Regions from separate parts of the Danio rerio genome. Here region 1 is linked to region 2. A link is a contact called in public Micro-C data. All regions are on one chromosome and are shown on one strand. Each heading gives the region's core, a stretch centred on a gene start, on an enhancer-like site or on the middle of the called end of the contact. The rest is flanking DNA. Distances are from core to core; before and after follow the strand shown.

Evidence for each region. A called contact is a pair of places that touch in the nucleus more often than the background predicts.
Region 1: a Micro-C map of caudal fin shows a contact between it and region 2, with 8 times the contacts expected there. The contact joins the promoter of fam193a here to the promoter of dclk2a in region 2. A contact is called at or near these places in 5 of 18 Hi-C or Micro-C datasets (caudal fin, embryo, hematopoietic stem cells and 2 more) and 3 of 4 datasets of contacts at active chromatin or transcription factors (caudal fin, embryo and pancreas).

The regions. Positions count from the first base shown.
Region 1 is chr1:40,405,866-40,409,116 of GRCz12tu, reverse strand. fam193a (family with sequence similarity 193 member A) reads right to left here and starts at 1,800. Exons shown (of 23, transcript NM_001328395.1): 1 at 1,492-1,800. The coding sequence starts at 1,635.
Region 2 is chr1:40,306,857-40,310,191 of GRCz12tu, reverse strand. dclk2a (doublecortin-like kinase 2a) reads right to left here and starts at 1,268. Exons shown (of 18, transcript NM_001145789.1): 1 at 717-1,268. The coding sequence starts at 1,113.

The sequences.
Region 1 (3,251 bases), core at 551-3,050, 98 kb before region 2:
TATAGCTCATTACCATAAAATTTGCTTTATTTCAACTCTCCCCGACGCCCACATTGGCGAAGACGCACGACACTGCTCCTCAATGCCAGCTCCCATTGAAAATTAATGACTTTCAGCTACTTTGACGTTCCTGCTACTTTCGGTGTGAACGTATAGTAAGTACAATGTTATTTTGATGTCCAATAACAACGTCAAATTATGATGGTTTTTGGTTGATTTTAAATTGTGTTAGAAAGTGACCAAAGTCCAACGTTAAGCCAACATCTTAAACCAACATCCTATTGATTTGAAATACTGACATTTATTTGTCAGGTATGGCAACCAAAATGCAACATCGGATGAATGTCAGTGGTAACGTCCACACAAGTTTTAACATCATTAGACATTGATATTTGTTTGATTTTAAATTGGACGTTTTTTAATCGCCATAGACAAAAAAAATTTGTTAGTGACTGCAGTTTGAAGGAAAGTAATGGAATAAAAGTACCGATACAGCACTAAAGATGTACTCAAAGGAAATTAAAAGTACACGTTTTTAATACTACTAAGTAAATTATAATTCTTAAGAAAAACTACTTAATTACAGTAATTTGAGTATTCTTAATTTGTTCCTTTACACTACTGTATATTACTGAATATCATCAGCACATGTCTATATAAAGTAAGAGCTAACTCAGCTAAGTGACATTACATAATATCACATTTATTTCCAAAGGACAAACTTTGCACAAGCCTCAACTAAAAACCACTGACAGGCGTATAAAAGGGTTTGTTGACATTTACGCTGATTATTTTGAAGCACTTCCGGTTTGTTCATACCTGACACCACTACTGGAGTTCAGAAGGGCAGTTGTTGCATTAATAAATGACAGAATAAATAAGTAAATACATAAATGTTTTAGAATACATAATAAGTCTGACATTTCCTTTTAGAAAAACAAATGAATGAGCACTTGCAATGAGAACCATTTGATCGTAAATGGCAAAACACATGGTGGGATTTAGCATTAGGTCTTTTTACCTGTTATCTACAGTGGAAAGCAGTTCATGAACAGTGACACTTTCGGTTAAAAGGCTATATTTATTGCTACTTTTTTTCCATTAAGTAAGGATGATAACATCATAAACATTCAAATAACGTTACATCTGTAAACACTTCAGCTTACAGCATATAGCGCTTGTCAAGTTAGCTTCACAACACTTCTAGTGACACAAAATTTATTCAAACTTCCACATACACTGCACGAAAACCCTCTGAACATCCTTTCCGCACGTCTCTACAGTTTTCCTCCCATGTTTCTGTGATCAGACCAGGAACTGTTTAAGATTAAAGCTCCAGATCAGAGGAGCTCAGCTCGGGCTCCATGTAAACGTGAGATCAGCTCCAGTAGCTCTCCTAGGCCTGCATTAACAAGAATTGTGAACTAAACTACACTGTAGTCAAACTCTGATGCACTATTAACCGCCCCGCATGCCCAAGTCGCGGCTCACCTCTCCGTTGAGGCTGGGGATGGTGCTCGGGTCTCCGTGTGCACTGCTGCTGGAGGGTGTTGGCGGAGCTCCGGCCTTCCCTGCGCCGCCGCCCCGCTTATTCTTCCTGCGCTTCGCTCCGCGTTTGGCGTCTGTAGGACTCATTTCCAGCCCACGAAAATCCCCGACAGCGTTCCGTCAGTAAACCGCGGGGTCTCGGGTGCAATGCCAGGCTCTGGCGCTGCTGATACGGTTAAAATGTAGCTGTTTTGAGAGATATAATCTAAGAGCCTGCCGACCTGCTCACAGTATAGCAGACTTCAAATTCCAATATGGCCGACTCAACAGGAATTGGCCAATGGCGTTTACGACATGACGCAATGGGGTGCGCTTGGGGCTTGTGGGTATTCGAGTCACAAGAAAACGCAAACAAGGTTTGTTTACATGTTGTGTGTTGGTGCTCGGTGAATGTGGTTGTTAAAAAATGCAAGTCCTTAAGGAATTGTGTATGAAAATATAAATATAATTTCTGTGTAATCGAAAGAAGCTCTTTATCAATCATTTAAATTATTTTATTTCCCATCCAGCTTTTGAGTTTTACAGTTGTTGTTTTTGTTTTTCTAATTCTTATTTTATGATTTTATGGTATAGTAAATATGTATTTTATCTATTTTGCCTATTTATTTTTTGTTATTTTCCAATCGCCATAGTCGGAAATATCATTAGATGGCGCCATTTTACGTTGATATAACAGTATATGAGGCTATTCTGCAGTTATTATACAAAATAGTTGACTGCTCAATTCACTCAGGCTATTTATAAAATGAATGTGGTGTTTGTTAGAGATATTTCTGGCTTCTCTCAGCTTCCTCACCTGTGATCCATGGGTCAAATTTCCCCCATACTAAAGCCCATTAAAAATTCATGAATTTTTGATTGTGGTGCAGCAAATGCTACTGTACGTGTAGTTTCTTTTATTCTTTGTTACTAGAGTTTATAACGTAAATATGTTTTTAGAAAATAAGCGTTAAATAACATAAAGAGTAATTAATAATAATAACTAATACGAAACTAGTAATAACACATTCCACCAAATAGGTGCCTTTTCTTAATATGTATTATGCAAGAAAAAAAACTCAAACACACGTTATTGATAAGAAAAGTGTACTTTATGCTGCCCAAACAACAAATTTAATCTTTAACATTTAAAAGATTGATTAAAAACTACCTAAAACACTGAAAATGTACGTTTGATTTTTTTTTACATTTTACTGTAAAATATAATCATTAAAATCTTAGATTATTATTATTTTTTTTGCATTATGTATCTTATCTTTGCCTCAAATACATGTATTAATATATATATTATATTATTCGCAAACTGTGCGAAGCTTCTGGAATTTTAATGGACAACCATGTAGGTTCTACAGAGACGAGAGAGAGAGAGAGAGATAGAGAGAGATAGAGAGAGAGAGAGAGAGAGAGAGAGAGAGAGAGAGAAAGAAGAGAGAGAGAGAGAGCTTCAAAAGAGTGGCAATTCTATGAGCAAAGATTCCTTGTAGATGCCAGAAGTAAGATGAGAATGTCCAGATTGGTTCAAACTGATAAAAAGGCAAATGTAAAGGAGAACTCATTACAACCAAGGGCTGCTAAAGCGCAACACAGAATGCACAAAACATCTAACATTGAAGCAGATGTGCAACAACAGCAGAAGAGAAGCAACCCTGTCTGCTAAAACTGAAGCTACAATTCACACATGCAAAAGATGGTTGAGAGAAGGT
Region 2 (3,335 bases), core at 19-2,518:
TGGAAGTAGACATTATTGTCACATTCCTTTAAATTTACCAGCAAAATTGTCACTGAGTTCCTTTAGCTTTACATGTAAAAAAAAAAAAATATATATAAATATATATATATAAATATATATATATATATATATATATATATATATATATATATATATATATATATATATATATATATATATATATATATATATATATATATGTGTGTGTGTGTGTGTGTGTTAGGTTTTGGAATAAATTTAAATTTATTTAAAATATGATTGAACGCTGTCTTTGCATAAAAAAATAGTTCACCAAAAATTACAACCCTGTCTTTGTTCACTTGGTTTCATGTTTTTTATTTAATTTATTTATTTGTTTATTGTGTGGTTTTTGACTTTCTTGTGCATTAAAACAACTAGTGTTCAGTGAAAGAAATGCTCCTCAGTTAAGCCTGTGACCTTAAATGACTTCAAGTTATCTTGTTTGTTTGTTTTATATAATGTTTGATTATATAATTATATAATGTGTTTTTAAATTGGTTGTATGTTATTTTATTAACATTCCAACTATCACAACTTGCACTCTGAACTGAAAATATAGTGTGTGTCTTTAAGGGTTAACTACGCTGATATTAGTTGACTGTAACTATAAGTATGATAATGCCAACAGAGCTTGATTGGATGGCCCATGGGGAAAACAATCAAAAGTGTCTGCCTTCCACTTTAATCAACCTCACCTTCTACCAAGTCATCCAGACTGGTGATCTTCTTTCCTCCATCTGCAGTGTAGATGCTCCGGACTCCCTGCGGTAAATTGACATTGTCCGAGAGGGAGCGCGTGAGCTCCATCAGCAGCGCGTCGAAAGACCTGAAGCGGTCACCGGACACGGCGTACACAAGCCCCTTGAAATACTTGTCGCCATTCCGATAAAAGCGAACTTTTTTCGCTTTCTTCTCCGAGGTGAGCGACTGCAGTGTGCGCGTGCGGTAAAAGCTACAGTGCGCGCTGTGAGCGGGACTCGGCACGATCCCGTTTCCCCGAGAGCCGGAATGGGAGCCGCCGCTGCCCCGCGGGGACCGGTGACCCTTCTCGCGCTCCTCGAAGTGCTCCCACTCGATGTTTCTGCTGGACATGTTTATTTCCTTAAGTGATAGCGCTGGTTCTTTAATAAATTCGCTTGTTTTTGTGCTATTTCAGCAGCTGTCGGTCGTGTCTTTCTTCCGTTTTTGCACTTTCAACTAACAGCATGCATTTTTTAATTTAACGACATCAGTGAAACGCAAGACTGAAAGCAGTTCTCTTCAACTTTTTACAGAGGAAATACTTCTTAAAATATGCATATGATGACAAATTAATGCACCAGTAGTCCAAAAATCCAGGAAATGAATAATTCAAGGGCTGTCGCTACTGCTGGGGTGAGTCCCGGTCATGATGAGATGAGACCCGCGTATGAGCGCATGCTAGACACGCGTGACCGTCCGCTGCTCTCTGCATCCTCAACTGGAGCTCAATCAGGCCAACACTCAGCACACACACCTACATCAATACCGCTGTTGAGAGGACAAGAGCTGCTCCTCCTCTGGGTCCTAAAATCACCAATCTATTATTCGTATAAACGCAGTTGTTCCCAATCATGGGGCCAGGACTACTTGGGGGCATGAGTTTTCTATGGGCCAAAATAACTTGAAACAAATAAATAAAAAATCTTTAAAAATTCATTCATAAAATATTTTGAAATAAGTTCCAATAATGGAATGATTACAATACAAAAAGAAAATTAGAAAGCTACGACATGTACAACAAACCACAGTGGTTCCCAAAAACATTGCCCACATGAATAGAATATGCGTAATATAAAATGAAAACATTATTAACATTATAATAAATATTTGTTTTATTTTATAAAAAATGTTGTCAATTAGAGCTTTTCTCTTAAAGAATATAAAAAGCCAGTATAGCTGGTTCTGGTAGTATGAAAGATGTTTATTCTGCTCACTATGGCAGCATACAGTATGATAAAAAAAATAAAAATAATATAGCATTAATGTAAAAGTAATGCTTTATTTAAAAAAAAAAGTTTTCTGAGAATTTTTTAAGTAATTTGCGCAAAATTTAAAACCAAACATTACAAATATAGTCAAAAAGTTATATATATATATATATATATATATATATATATATATATATATATATATATATATATATATATACATACATACATATATATATACATACATACATATATATATATATATATATATATATATATATATATATATATATATATATAATTATTATTATTATTATTATATTCATTCATTAATTTTTCTTTTCGGCTTAGTCCCTTTAATAAAATAGGGTCGCCGCAGCGGAATGAACCGCCAACTTATCCAGAACATATTTTACGCAGCGGATGCCCTTCCAGCAGCAACCCATCTCTGGGAAACATCCATACACACTCATTCACACTCATACACTATAGACAATTTAGCCAACCCAATTCACCTGTACCACTTGTCTTTGGACTGTAGGGGAAACCAGAGCACCCGGAGGAAACCTACGTAAACGCAGGGAGTACATGCAAACTCCACACAGAAACGCCAACTGACCCAGTCGAGGCTTGAACCAGCGGCCTGCTTGCTGTAAGGCGACAGCACTACCTACTGCGCCACCTTTAAAAATCAATAAATGAAAAAAAGAAAGAAAAATTAATAAATAAGGAAATTAATAAAAACAGAAAAACAAAAGAACGGCTATAATTTAGCTTTTTAGACAACATATTTTAGCAGCTGCAACACTGAAAAAGCTGATACTAAAATCTCAAGACAGATTAAGCAAAATATATGATATTTTGGTGATGAGTTGGCCTTTCTGCCTAGACGTTGTTAGGATAAAATCTGACATGGCAGTTCTTAAATGAATTATGGAAAGGATAAAAACAGCTGAGCCTGCATGAAAGGAAGTAAACGGGAAGAAAAGCCCCGGAGAGAGGAAATCCTGAAGACAATAACAGTTGCCACTGAGAGAAGAATCCCATTCTCAAAATGAAAGAGAGAGAGAGCAAGCGAGAGAGAGAGAGAGAGAGAGAGAGAGAGAGAGAGAGAGAGAGTGAGAGAGAAAGAGAGAGAGAGAGAGAGAGAGGAGATTTCTCTCTCTCTGAAGATAAAGGCCTGAGGCCATGTTTTACATAATAACCAAAAACCATTGAGAAAAAAAGACACAGAAGGTGTAATGGTTTTCACTAAACAACAATATACTAACAAATCATCATACATTAACAATCAAAATGAATGATTTTCAACAGATATGTTGCCAAGTTTGTATGTTTTCTGCAGGACTGACTTACCCTGCTTGT